Linked DNA regions of Callithrix jacchus: region 1 is linked to region 2. A link is a contact called in public Hi-C data. All regions are on one chromosome and are shown on one strand. The core of a region is the stretch at or near the end of the contact, and the rest is flanking DNA. Distances in the headings are between cores, read along the strand shown. Region 1 holds the start of MRPS10 (mitochondrial ribosomal protein S10). Region 2 holds the start of MED20 (mediator complex subunit 20).

Region 1 (6,438 bases), core at 3,552-6,051, 310 kb after region 2:
ATCTCCAGTATCTATTAAGAGAAAAGACAGAAAAGAAAGAGCAGTAAACCAGACATGTGCACAAAGTGAGTACCTACAGACAAATGCCTAGAACTGTAATCCCAAACTGTTAAAGGGGGTTATTTTTGAGGGGTAGAAATGGAAAGATTTAAAAAAATTACGAGTAACACAAAAAACCGGATTGATGGAATCATCACTTCTACAAGGTTACCAAGCTGCTTCTAGACGTTTACTATTTGTGCTAATGCGTTTTCTCCCTGTGAACAACAAAGCACTATCTAGGCCCAGGCTCAATATACAAAATAAAAACAAAGACTTGAAGGCCACAAGAAAAATATTTTTCCGTAACATAACATCAAGTATTCTACATCACAAATTCTGACAACTCTTTAATTATACCAAGCTAAAAGCAACAGACTGCTAATTAGCACAGTTATTTGGGGTAATTCATTCCTTTAGAATTTACTTTGATACCCTGAAGATAATATGGTCCAGGGAGTTAGAGAATATATGCATTACGCATTTGCCAGCATTCTAGGACAAAATCCTTTTATTCATAGAGTGTCTGGGGAAAAAAAAACCCAGTGAAATAAGGAAAACCTATTGCTAATGTAGCTCCTTGTACCAAGAAATAGGGAGTACGTACCACAGGTTTGGTCAAACCCTTTGGAACATCAACATGTAGATTTGAAAACGGTACCCACTTCATACTGGTACTGCTATGTGTGGGAAAACAAAAAAGAGAAACCTAAGTAAAATAGCACAAGAACCTATTTTGTTCAACTGAGCACATCCAATTGTATACTTACAGAAGCAAGCCACCATTTTTGGCTATACTGCCCTTAGAACTGTTTACAGAAAAATTCCCCAATCCCTAAAGAAAAAAAAAGTAGGACATGTGTCAGAATTAAAGTCGACTACCAAACCATTCATAGCTTCCATTAAAAACTAAAGGTTGCCTCATTATTTCAGATGAAGATACTAGGGTAACTAAAATGGCCAAATTAGATTTCATTTAAAAAAAAAAGGGAGGACAATGGTAGAGTTGACGGTAAAAAAGCGGTCTCAAAATACTAGAGAATCTCTATCTTTTAAAGCTTAGGAATAAAACCCTTTTCAAAAAAAAACAATTCTCACATTTTAAAAAAGCTATAAGTTATGTGGACATCAAGAAAAAAATGTGACTTTATTTTCCCATTTTTTTTTACAAATTAATTGTACTTCACTGAAAATTTTTAAGCAATACAATCTATTAAGTGTCTTTATAATTTAATTTGTTGAGTTGGAATAAAAATTCTAAAGTACCCGTCTTTTGATGCTTTCATACATCTTTTAAAACATGCATTTTGCAGCTCGGTGGGGACAACTAGCTTATAAATAAATTGAAATATGTGCTGCAACTTATGCCCATCATTAACTACTGTGCCACATGCTACAACAAACCGGCATTTCCAAATCCTTTACATTAGCTCCCCCTGGTGGAACAAGACTTTCCAGTTTTAGGAAACTTAAATTGTACTACTACATCTAACAGCTAACTGTTTTTTCCTTTAAACTTTTCTGAGATTTTACAGTGCAACTTGAGAAAGTGGAAACACAATAGGATCCTTAAAAACACAATGAAGATGAAAATAAGGCCAGGCACAGCGGCTCACACCTGTAATCACAGCACTTTGAAAAGCCAAGGAGGGTGGATCACTTGAGGTCAGGAGTTCCAGAGCAGCCTGGCTAACATGATGAAACCCTGTCTCTACTAAAAATACAAAAATTAGCCGGGCGTGGTGGCAGCACGCCTGTAATCCTAGCTACTTGGGAGGCCAAGGCAGGAGAATTGCCTGAACCTGGGAGGTGGAGGCTGCAGTGAGCCGAGATCACGCCACTGCACTCCAGTCTAGCGGCAGAGCGAGACTCCATCTCAAAAAAAGAGAAAATGAAAATAGGTTTAGCATAAGTGAAGTTTCATGAAAACAAGTGATGGTCACCTAAGTATGTTTTTGTTTGTTTTTTGGATTTTTCTTGAGACAGGGTCTCACTCCGTTATCCAGGCTGGAGTGCAGTTGTATGATCATGGCTCGGACCTCCCAGGCTCAGGTGATCCTCCCAACTCAGTCTCCCAGGTAGCTGGGACTACAGACACGGGCCACTAGGCCCAGCTAATTTTTTGTACTTTTGTAGAGATGCAGTTTCGCCACATTTCCTAGGAATATGGTTTCACCATATTCCCAGGAAGGACCACTCAAGCCTATTCTTAGCTTATTGTCCTTCCTCTTTTTACTCAAGATAGAGACAAATCATAACTCTATAATCTTTCTTGCACCGAAGGGGAAAAGAAAAGGAAAAAGGAAATCAGGTACAAATACAAGGTGGTAAGAGGTATGTGCCATTCTTCAGACATAATCCCATAGAAAATTCCCTCCCAACAATTATGCCAGTGACCCCACAATCTAGTTGTACAAGAGGAGCAAGAATATTACAAACCTCTGCTTTTTTTTTTTTTTTTTTGAGACGGAGTCTTCCTCTGTTGCCCAGGCTGGAGTGCAGTGGCTGAATTTTCGGCTCACTGCAACCTCTGCCTCCTGGGTTCAAGTGATTCTCCTGCTTTAGCCTCTTGAGTAGCTGGGATGACAGGAACCTGCCACCACACTCAGCTAATTTTTGTATTTTTAGTAGAAACAGGGTTTCACCATGTTGGCCAGGCTGTTCTGGAACTCCTGACCTCAAGTGATACGCCTGCCTCAGCCTCCCAAAATGCTGGGATTATAGGCATAAGCCACCACGCCCAGCCTTAAAGACCTCTGCTTTTAAAAGCTGGAGTTTAAAGTGCTATTACATCCACGAATCAACCTTAAGAAGTTTTAAAATTGCATTTTTCTTTGTATTTCTTGAGAGTTTGTGTGTGTGGGAGGGGGGCGGTGGTTTGGAAGGGAGGGCTGTCTGGGTAAATGTCTTAATGAAACAGTTCAGAAATTTCAACCTCTAACACCATCTGATTTTTAAGAACAGTGGTTCTCAGGTGGGGCATGGTGGCTCATGCCTGTAATCCCAGCACTTTGGGAGGCTGAGGCAGGCAGATCACTTGAGGTCAAGAGTTCAAGATCGGACTGACCAACATGGTGAAACCCTGTCTCTACTAAAAATACAAAAATTAGCTGAGCGTGGTGGCACATGCCTGTAATCTCAGCTACTCAGGAGGCTGAGGCAGGAGAATCGCTTGAACCCTGGAGGTGGAGGTTGCAGTGAGCCAAGATCGTGCCATTGCACTCCAGCCTGGGCAACAAGAACAAAATTGTCTCAAAAAAAATAATAATAATAATAATAAAGGCGAGGTTAAGCTCCTAGAATTTTGAGTTAAGATTACAAAAAGGACCATAGCTTAATATTCTGAATGAAAATTTAGTAGCAGCTGCAAGAAGAGGCCATGTGGATCAGGTTATTAAAAAAACATCCTGAAAGTAGGCAAGCCTCCTATACCCTTGGTTTAGTTGAAAGGACCTTGCCTCGCTGGAGAGCAAGCAACTGCTTGCTATCCTGCTGTCACTGTCTTCAGCCCAAAGGGAACCATGTCACACCACGTTACACACATGATGGAATAAAAGGTCAAGGTTTGTTCATGGCTAATGATGGCTAAATGACACCTCCATTTCTAGCATTTGTATAAACTGTTAGCACAATCCCGTAATAGTGAACAAAAGGAAAAAACAGTGGTTCTCAAAAATGTGGTCTGAGGACGTCTGTGGGGTCTCTGAGACACTTGCGGAGGATCCAGGAAATCAAAACTATTTTCATAATACTAAGACTTTATTTAAACTTTCCCACTCATTCGCTTACCAGTGTACAGTGAGGTTTTCCCGTAACAGCCTGAGGTGTGATATATCAAAATATTAAATGCAGAAGCAGATTTGAATCTAGCTGTCTTTTATTAAGCCGGAAATTAGAGAGCTTCAAAAATGTAAAACATTGCTGCTCCGCACTCAGTTTGTTCAGAAAGTTATTTTTCATAAAGTGTTAGTTATAACACGTAATGAGTTATTGTTACTTTTAAATCAACACATATTCTTAAGTTTTATTTTCTAAAAAGCTAAATACAGATAGCTAAAACCCACAAAAGCAAAAAAGCTCTTTGGATTCCTCAACTCCGAAAGTGTGATCTCAAGACCAAAAAGCATGAGAACCGCTGCTGAAAAGTTTTTGCTTCTCCTCCAAATAACTGCGCAGAGGATATCTAACCCACTCTTCTGGCTCGAGACCTTCCTCTAAATCTGGGTGCCAGGAATGCATCTCAATTTAGTTCCATGGAGTCTGAGATCTTGCACCAGCTAATTTTCGCGAGGCAAATGTCTTGTCTTCTCTGAGCCTCAGCTTATTTTGCAAACGTGAAAGGAGGGGTTTTGGAACATAGGAAGTACAACATCTTTTCCAGCTCTGACATTCTACGATTATCCTGGTGCCTATCTTTACCCGAATTCGTTAATTTATGTTTAATTCCATGAGAGAATTCTGATTAAACCAGCCCCTTTCTCGTCACTTTCCTGTAAACGGCGCGAGGTGACGGATAAATATCAGGAAAAATCCTGATGGGCAGAGCGGCTGGTGGCAGGGAAACTATCGCGGTCAGCCTTCCTAGTCTCCCTAACCCACCCGGTACCTGCCAGAAGCGCTGGCACACGACCCCGAACGCGGTTCGCGCCGCCATCTTGCCGCTCCCGACCTCTCAGGATTCCTTCCGGGGTTACAGTGGCGTTCTCGGACCATAGAGTTCCGCAAAAGGAGAGAACGTACATCCTCATGTTCCGACGCTGGAGCAACCATAGAGACACGATCCCGTGCCTTTCGGGGCTGGAATGTTGGCTGGCCGAGGCCGGTGTTGATAGAATTGATTCGGCCGGTGACTGTATAGTTACCAAGCCCCATTTAATATTCTTTAAATTGTCTGTGTGTGCTTGCACACACACACATATATCTATTTATTTATTTACTTATTTTTTTTTCCTTTTAGGAAAAACAACCTCAGACTCCTGGCTCAAGTGATCCTCCCAACACAGCCTCCTGAATAGCTGGACTACAAGCGCGTGCCACCACAGCTAATTTTTTTTTTTTTTTCTTGTAGAGACGGGGTCTCGTTGTATTGCCCTCGTTATTTTGTGGGCTGGTCTCGAACTCCTGTCTTCAAGTGATCCTCAAGCCTTGGCTTCCCAAGGGATTGAGATTACAGGCGTGAGCCACCAAGCCCAGCCCGAAACTAATATATTGACACCATTTACTTAAGTAGTGGAATAATGGGTAATTTATTTTCCTATTTCTGCATTTTTCAAAATTTTAACAAAATCTATATTTAATAAGAGAAAGAAAAGTCAGCCACTATTACTGGGTGTAGTTGCCACTCAGTTAGTTACCTTATTGCAATGATTTTCTAATTATGGTTCTTAATCCTGCCTTCCCCACACCAGTTTGAATTCTTGTGCTCCATCCATTTTGTATACCACTATCCTACTAATCTTTCTAAATTATTCATTTCCCTATGTTACTCTAGTATGTAGGAATTTGCAATGGCTAGCTTCATCTACAACAAGCCAAAAGTGTTTTGACTAGTTATTAATGTCCACCATAATTTTTTTTCCAAATAAAAAGATTTATAACTGGGATTTGCTGTAATAAAAACTTCTTCAGGCCAGACACAGTGGTTTACACTTGTAATCCCAGCACTGTCGTAGGCCGAGGTGGGCAGATCACCGGAGGTCAGGAGTTCGAGACCAGCCTGGTCAACATGGTGAAACTCCATGTCTACAAAAAATACAAAAAATTAGTAGGATGTCATCGTCGTGTGCCTACGGTCCCAGCTACTCGGGAAGCTGAGGCATGAGAATCACTTGAACCTGGGAGGTGAGGTTGCAGTGAGCCAAGATAGTGTCACTGCACTCCAGCTTGGGAGACACAGTGAGACTCTAAAAAAAGAGAAAAGGCCAGGTGCAGTGGTTCACACCTGTAATTTCAGCACTCAGCACTTTGGGAGGCTGAGACAGGAGGATCACCTGATGTCAGGATTTTGAGACCAGCCTGGCCAACATGGTGAAACCCCCTCTCTACTAAAAATACAAGTATTAGCATGGGGATGTGCACCTGTAATCCAAGCTATTTGGGAGGCTGAGGCAGGAGAATTGTTTGAATCCAGGAGGCAGAGGTTGCAGTAAACTGAGATTGAGATTGAGCCACTGCACTCTAGCTTGGGGGACAGACCGAGATTCTGACTCAAAAACAAAAACAAAGCAAAAAACCAACCAAACAAAAAACTTCCATCTGTGCAAATTTTTAAACATTTATTTTTATTATTTTATTTTATTTTCTTCTCATCTTAAGGTCTGCTTCTATAGTACTTTTTTTTGAGACAGTATTTCCCTCTGTTGCTCAGGCTGGAGAGCACTGGCTTGATTATATTTCACT
Region 2 (5,804 bases), core at 2,278-4,777:
CAGTACAAAGAGGTTAAATAACTTGCACTAGGTCACACAGTTAATGGGTGGTACACCCAAGACTAAAAGCCCAGCAATCTGACTTCATGTCCAGGCAATTTTATTTATTTGTTTGTTTATTTATTTATTTATTTATTTTTGTGACAGAGTTTTGCTCTTGTTGCCCAAGCTGGAGTGCAATGGCGCAATCTCTCTCACTGCAACCTCCACCTCCCAAGTTCAAGCAATTCTCCTGTCTCAGCCTCACAAGCAGCTGGGATTACAGGCGAGCGCCACCACGCCCAGCTAATTTTTTGTATTTTTACTAGAGACAAGGTTTCATGATGTTGGCCAGGCTGGTCTTAGACTCCTGACCAAAGGTGATCTGCCTACCTCGGCCTCCCAAAGTGCTGGGATTACAGGTGTGAGCCACCACACCCAGCCAATGCCCATGCTCTTAACCACTCACTAGACTGCCTATATAGGGACATAGTGCCTGTTAAAGATTTTTAAGGAAAAGATCAATTCTTCAAAAAAAAAAAAAATTAATAAACAATAGTGCAGGCAGTACTCAGCTATACAAAAATCAAGAAAATAATTATAGATGACATTGCTTTATGATCAACTAAATGAATCTATTAAGGTAGAGTCCATCTGTTGCTAAAAATTGTCACTGCTTGCAGGCACGTTGGCTCATGCCTGTAATCCCAGCACTTTGGGAGGCTGAGATGGGTGAATCACAAGATCAGGTGTTTGAGACCAGCCTGGCCAACATGGTGAAACCTCATCTCTACTAAACATACAAGAAAATTAGCCAGATGTTGTAGTGCATGCCTGTAATCTCAGTACTTGAGGCTGAGGCAGGAGAATTGCTTGAACCCAGAGGGCAGAGGTTAAAAAGAGCCAAGATCGCACCCACTGCACTCCAGCTTGGGCAGCAAGAGCAAAACTCTGTCTTAAAAAAAAAATTGTCACTACTCTATCAGAAAAAGCACTGATAAACAATGCTGCTAATGTGCCTTATTTTGAAATATAAAAGAATCCCTAACGGATGCTACAAGGGACAGAAGTCCTAGGATTCTGAAAAAGTTGTTAAAGGTTACCACAGAGAGCCCTTTGTGGGTAACCCCCATATAGGCACCGAGGAATGAGAGCTAAGTAGAACCCTGGCACAGTTAGGGCTTGAGGAATATCTCACTTTATAGTGTTACCACTCAGCCATTTCCTTTTATATAATCCTTTATACAGTCATATATTAGTTTATAGAAATAGGGCTTGACAAATCCCTTTATATAATCTTCTCTATATAATCATATAATAGTTAATAGTATGAGTGCCTAAAGAATATTTCCCTACATGTATACCTATATCTTAGTTCATATCAGAGGAATGCGTAGAGTGGACACAGTACATAGTATGAATTAAGGAATAAGCAGCTTATAATCAGAGGAATGCCTAAGAGCAGACACTGTGCAGAGCATGATTTAAGGGAAAAACAGTTATGCCAGGACAAGAATCCATGGCCCAGGCGGCAGCGTTCAGTATCGTAAAGATACCCGCTGTATGGCAGGCTTGGGACGAGAGCCACTCCTCCTCATGAAGGAGTTGTAGGACCTTGCTCCCGTTCTTGTGGAAGGCTGCCCTCAGAACGGCAATCCACCTTGGTGACTGTGAACTTTATCAGCTCTTGCTACTGTGCTGCTTGAAAAGCATCTTCCCATAGGACCCATTGGAAGCTGCCAGAAGGTGGCGGTAACCCTGACAGCTCTGTCACTGCTATGTGACTTAAAGCATCCTCCTATAAATCTTCCTAGAAGGAGTTTGACCATAGATAGAAGTATTGCACACTGAGCACGGCCCACCTTCATACCTCGGTGACCTAATGGGGGTGGACCCCTTACTGCACACGGCCCTTGCCTTTGTGGGAACGGGCCCTTTGCTGTGCACTGTCCACCTCCTGGCCTAGGTGACCTCATGGGGGTGGACCCCATGTTTTATTGCTCACGACCCTATCTCTATCCTTAAAGATGATTTCACTCACTGGCCTGCCCCCTAACCTACACAATAAATACTCATGCTTCTGGACATTCGGGGCCTCGCCTGACTCTGCTTCTAGGTGGTGTGCCCCCCTCTCCACCCTGAGCCCAGCTGCGTTTTTGTTGTACTTCTGTGTCCTGTCTCTTTATTTCTCGGATCCTGCGCCTCAGCACAGCATAAGGCTCACCCCACGACCCTGTGGGGCCATCAGCCCTACATCAGGCTCCCAACGTGCCCTACATCCTTTCCCTGGAGCTGCCTTTTCCATTTGAGAGCAGGGGTGGCAGGGCACAATGGCTCATGTCTGTAATGCCAACACTTTGGGAGACCAAAGCAGGAGGCTCACTTCAGTTCAGAAATTCAAAACCCACTTGTGCAAAATAGCAAGACCCAATTTCTTTTTTTTTTTTTTTAAAGAAAGAGCAAAGGGTTCCAGGGTTCTACGCTGCATCCGTTCCATTTCCATCTTTCACGTATCTTGCTTCCATTAAGGAACACAGGAGGAGGAGGATGTCAACTGTGGGAAACAAGAGTGCAATCACTGAGAAACCCGCGAGAAACGGGGCTACCAGGAGAAGTATTTACCCCACACACGCTTTTATATGAGCTACAGCCACTGGCTTCAGATATCCTGGCCCCCGGGATTCTCCCACAGGAAAGATGCTCACACCTCCTGCGATAAGAAAAAAAAATGTCTGGGACCTAGTACCTTACAACTAATGCCTCCGCGAGCGTTGTACCTTTCCCTGCCACCTCATCTTCCAACTGAGACTTAAAACATATGAAAGATAAAAACTCCATTGAAACTAGACCAACCATGGAATTAAACATAGTGAGAAGCAGGTCCTAAAGAGTGCCTGGAACCACGATCTCCTTCTTATCAATAGCCTCTTTTTTCCTCTAGACCCAAGATCTTAAAATGGGCAAATTACAAACAGACACCAGCTGGTCTAACTGCATTTGATGGCTGAGACAAGGGTAGGCGAAAATCTCAAAAAAAAAAAAAAAAAATACTGTCTCCTGATCGCTTTTAACCTACTCCCTCCAACCCTGTCTGCAGGTAGGTCCTAATCCAAAGTCCCTATTTCCAACCTTGAGGTCCAAGTGCAGACAGTACTATGGCCTCACGGGAAGGAAGATGTACCCATAAGGGAAGAAGGTACATAACCATTGATAGGTCCCTGGTATAAAACCTTTGCTCTGCCGCCTTCCAAGAGGTAAGAGCGCATCTCCGAGGAAAAAGGCCCAGGGAACCCGCGGCCCGCACGGTATCCTCTTATCCAGATAACCCGAGGACATTTCGCTCAGCTCCCAGAGGACGGCGGGCCATGGTCAAGGACCTCTTCCCGGCCCTTCACAACTCCAAATCCCGCCCCACAAAACCCCTGCAGTCCTACCAAGTCACTCCCATGGTGTCGGGACAGGAAGGTGGCAGGATCACACAGTAGAAATGCGTCGTTCCCAGTCCGCCCACAGGAACTGCTTCAGTTCCCCAACACAGGCTTCGGTCGCAGAAGGGATTCCGGAAATACGTAAAAACAGAGCGCCGGGTCCACGCCTTCCCCAAGGAATGGGGCGTGTCTTGGCACCCGTCGGTGACGCCTCCAGTGACATAATCAGTGGATTCCCGCTCTCATGTTTCTAGCTCCGGAAATTCCCGGTTGGCTGAGCACTCTAGGCTTAGATCCATGAAGCTAGAAGAACGAGACTTAGACTGCACTATTGAGAGACGCCAACGTTAAAGGAAGTAAATGTATTTGGGAGTCCAGCTCCGGAACCCAGGAGCTCTTTTAGTGGGAGGGGCGGTGCTGATAGCGCTTCTGGCCTCCGATAGCTAGAGGGCGCTGTGATCGCAGCGTGGCCTCTTGGGAGGTGGGAGTTCACCCAAGTGTATTCTGGCCTTTTCGTCGTCCCCACGTGCGAACCTTCCCGGCAGTATTTTCAAGAAAAATGCCCAAGTTCAAGGCCACCCGTGGGGCCGGGGGTCAGGAAAAACATGCGCCCCTGGCTGAGCAGATCCTAGCTGGGAATGCGTTGCGGGCAGGGGTCCGGGAGAAGCGGCGGGGTCGTGGCACCGGAGAAGAGGAGGAAGAGTATGTGGGGCCTCGGCTGAGCCGACGGATTTTGCAGCAAGCACGGCAGCAACAGGAGGAGCTCGAGGCCGAGCATGGGACTGGGGACAAGCCCGCGGCGCCGCAGGAACGCACCACGCGGCTGGGTGAGTGTCTGGGATGAGGTCCGAACAAGACAATGGCTAGCAGCGGGGCCGGGGGCGGGGGGGAGGACAGCTAAAAAGTGTCCGGCAGGGGACTTGCAAAAGTAATGGAATGGGAGACTAAGCAATGGCCAGAGACCTCCGCGCCCACTCCTAGTTTTAGGCACTCCCTTCTAGGCACCCCCGAAGTTAGGCCAATAGGAAGTAATCGCTCGCGCCACTAAGTGTTCTTAGCATTTATCCATTGGTTTTGTAAATATTTATGGAAAACCTACTACGAGCTTTGCGCTATGCTCGAAGTTCAATCGAATATTTGAGTACAGAAGTAACAACATACAGACACGTCTGATTTAAGGACCTTACAGTCAAGCCCAGCGGAGAGACAATTACGTAGACTCTTAGAATAATATATTTCCATGATAAAATATCGTTTCCCTGGTGACAGTAGCATTGGTCTTGAGAAGCTTCTCCGATTGTAGGACCTTTAAGCTGAGAACTGAAAAACGAATGGGAAGTGTAATGAGCAGAAAACACGTTTCGCAGACAAAAAGGGAGAGAAATGAATTGACGTTTGATAGGTTCTTACTAGGGAGGGAGTGCTTACCTCTGAGGTGCTTCATCCACTTCTCAGATCTCATCTAAAGCAATATTTGACACAATTGAATAGTGGCCTCCTGCCCACAGTATCCTTACTTGGGTTATAAGACATCAACACTGCTGTTTCACTGCCACCTCACTTCTCAATATCGTTGGCTGACTCTTACTTGCAACCTCTTATCCTCAGTCCTCTGACCTCTTCTCTTCAGATATTCTCTAGTGCTGTCAGGTTTCATGGTTTCAATACCATCTCTTGGGTGACTACTCCTAACTTTATATTTTAGCCCTGATCTCTTTCATGAAATCCAGATTCTTATATTCAACTGCCTATTTGGCACCTCCAATTTGAAACAGCTCAAATTTAACATGTACAAAACCAATCCTGACCTTCTCTCCAAACCTGCTTCTCTCACCACTGTCTCAGTGAGTAGCATGATATTCTTTCATTTGCTAAAGATAAACATGACTCCTCTCTCTCCCTCCCTCCCCACATCTGATCTGTAAGGAAATTCTGATAACTCTGCCATCAAGTTATATCCAAAATCAGACCACTTTTCACCACTTTGGAACACCATCCTGTTCAAGCCACCAGTCTCTCACATTAGATTATCACAGACTCACCTGGATTATCACAGTAGCCTCCTAGATAGTATCTCATATTCTCCTTTTTTTCTTTTCTTTCCTTTCCTTTTTATTTTATTTTTAGACAGAGTCTCTCGCTCTGTCTCCCAGGGTAGAGTGCAGTGGCACAATCTTAGCTCACCGCAGCCTCAATCTCCTGGGCTCCGGCTATCTTCCCACCCGAGCCTCCCACATAGAGCTGGGACCACAGGTGTATGCCACCATGTATCCACCTAATTCTTTTTTTTTAGACAGTCACTCTGTCACGTAGGCTGGAGTGGTGTGATCTCGGCTCCCTGCAACCTCTGCCACCCAGATTCAAGCAATTCTCCTGCCTCAGCCTCCTGAGTAGTTG

Evidence for each region. A called contact is a pair of places that touch in the nucleus more often than the background predicts.
Region 1: a Hi-C map of skeletal muscle shows a contact between it and region 2, with 6 times the contacts expected there. The contact joins the promoter of MRPS10 here to the promoter of MED20 in region 2. A contact is called at or near these places in 2 of 3 Hi-C or Micro-C datasets (both in skeletal muscle).

What each region holds. Positions count from the first base shown.
Region 1 is chr4:50,728,033-50,734,470 of calJac240_pri, forward strand. MRPS10 (mitochondrial ribosomal protein S10) reads right to left here and starts at 4,802. Exons shown (of 5, transcript XM_035295637.3): 1 at 4,650-4,802. The coding sequence starts at 4,787.
Region 2 is chr4:50,421,344-50,427,147 of calJac240_pri, forward strand. MED20 (mediator complex subunit 20) reads right to left here and starts at 3,528. Exons shown (of 5, transcript XM_017971085.4): 1 at 3,414-3,528; 2 at 2,388-2,533. The coding sequence starts at 2,482. It overlaps BYSL (bystin like), which reads left to right and starts at 3,907. Exons shown (of 7, transcript XM_002746535.6): 1 at 3,907-4,234. The coding sequence starts at 3,967.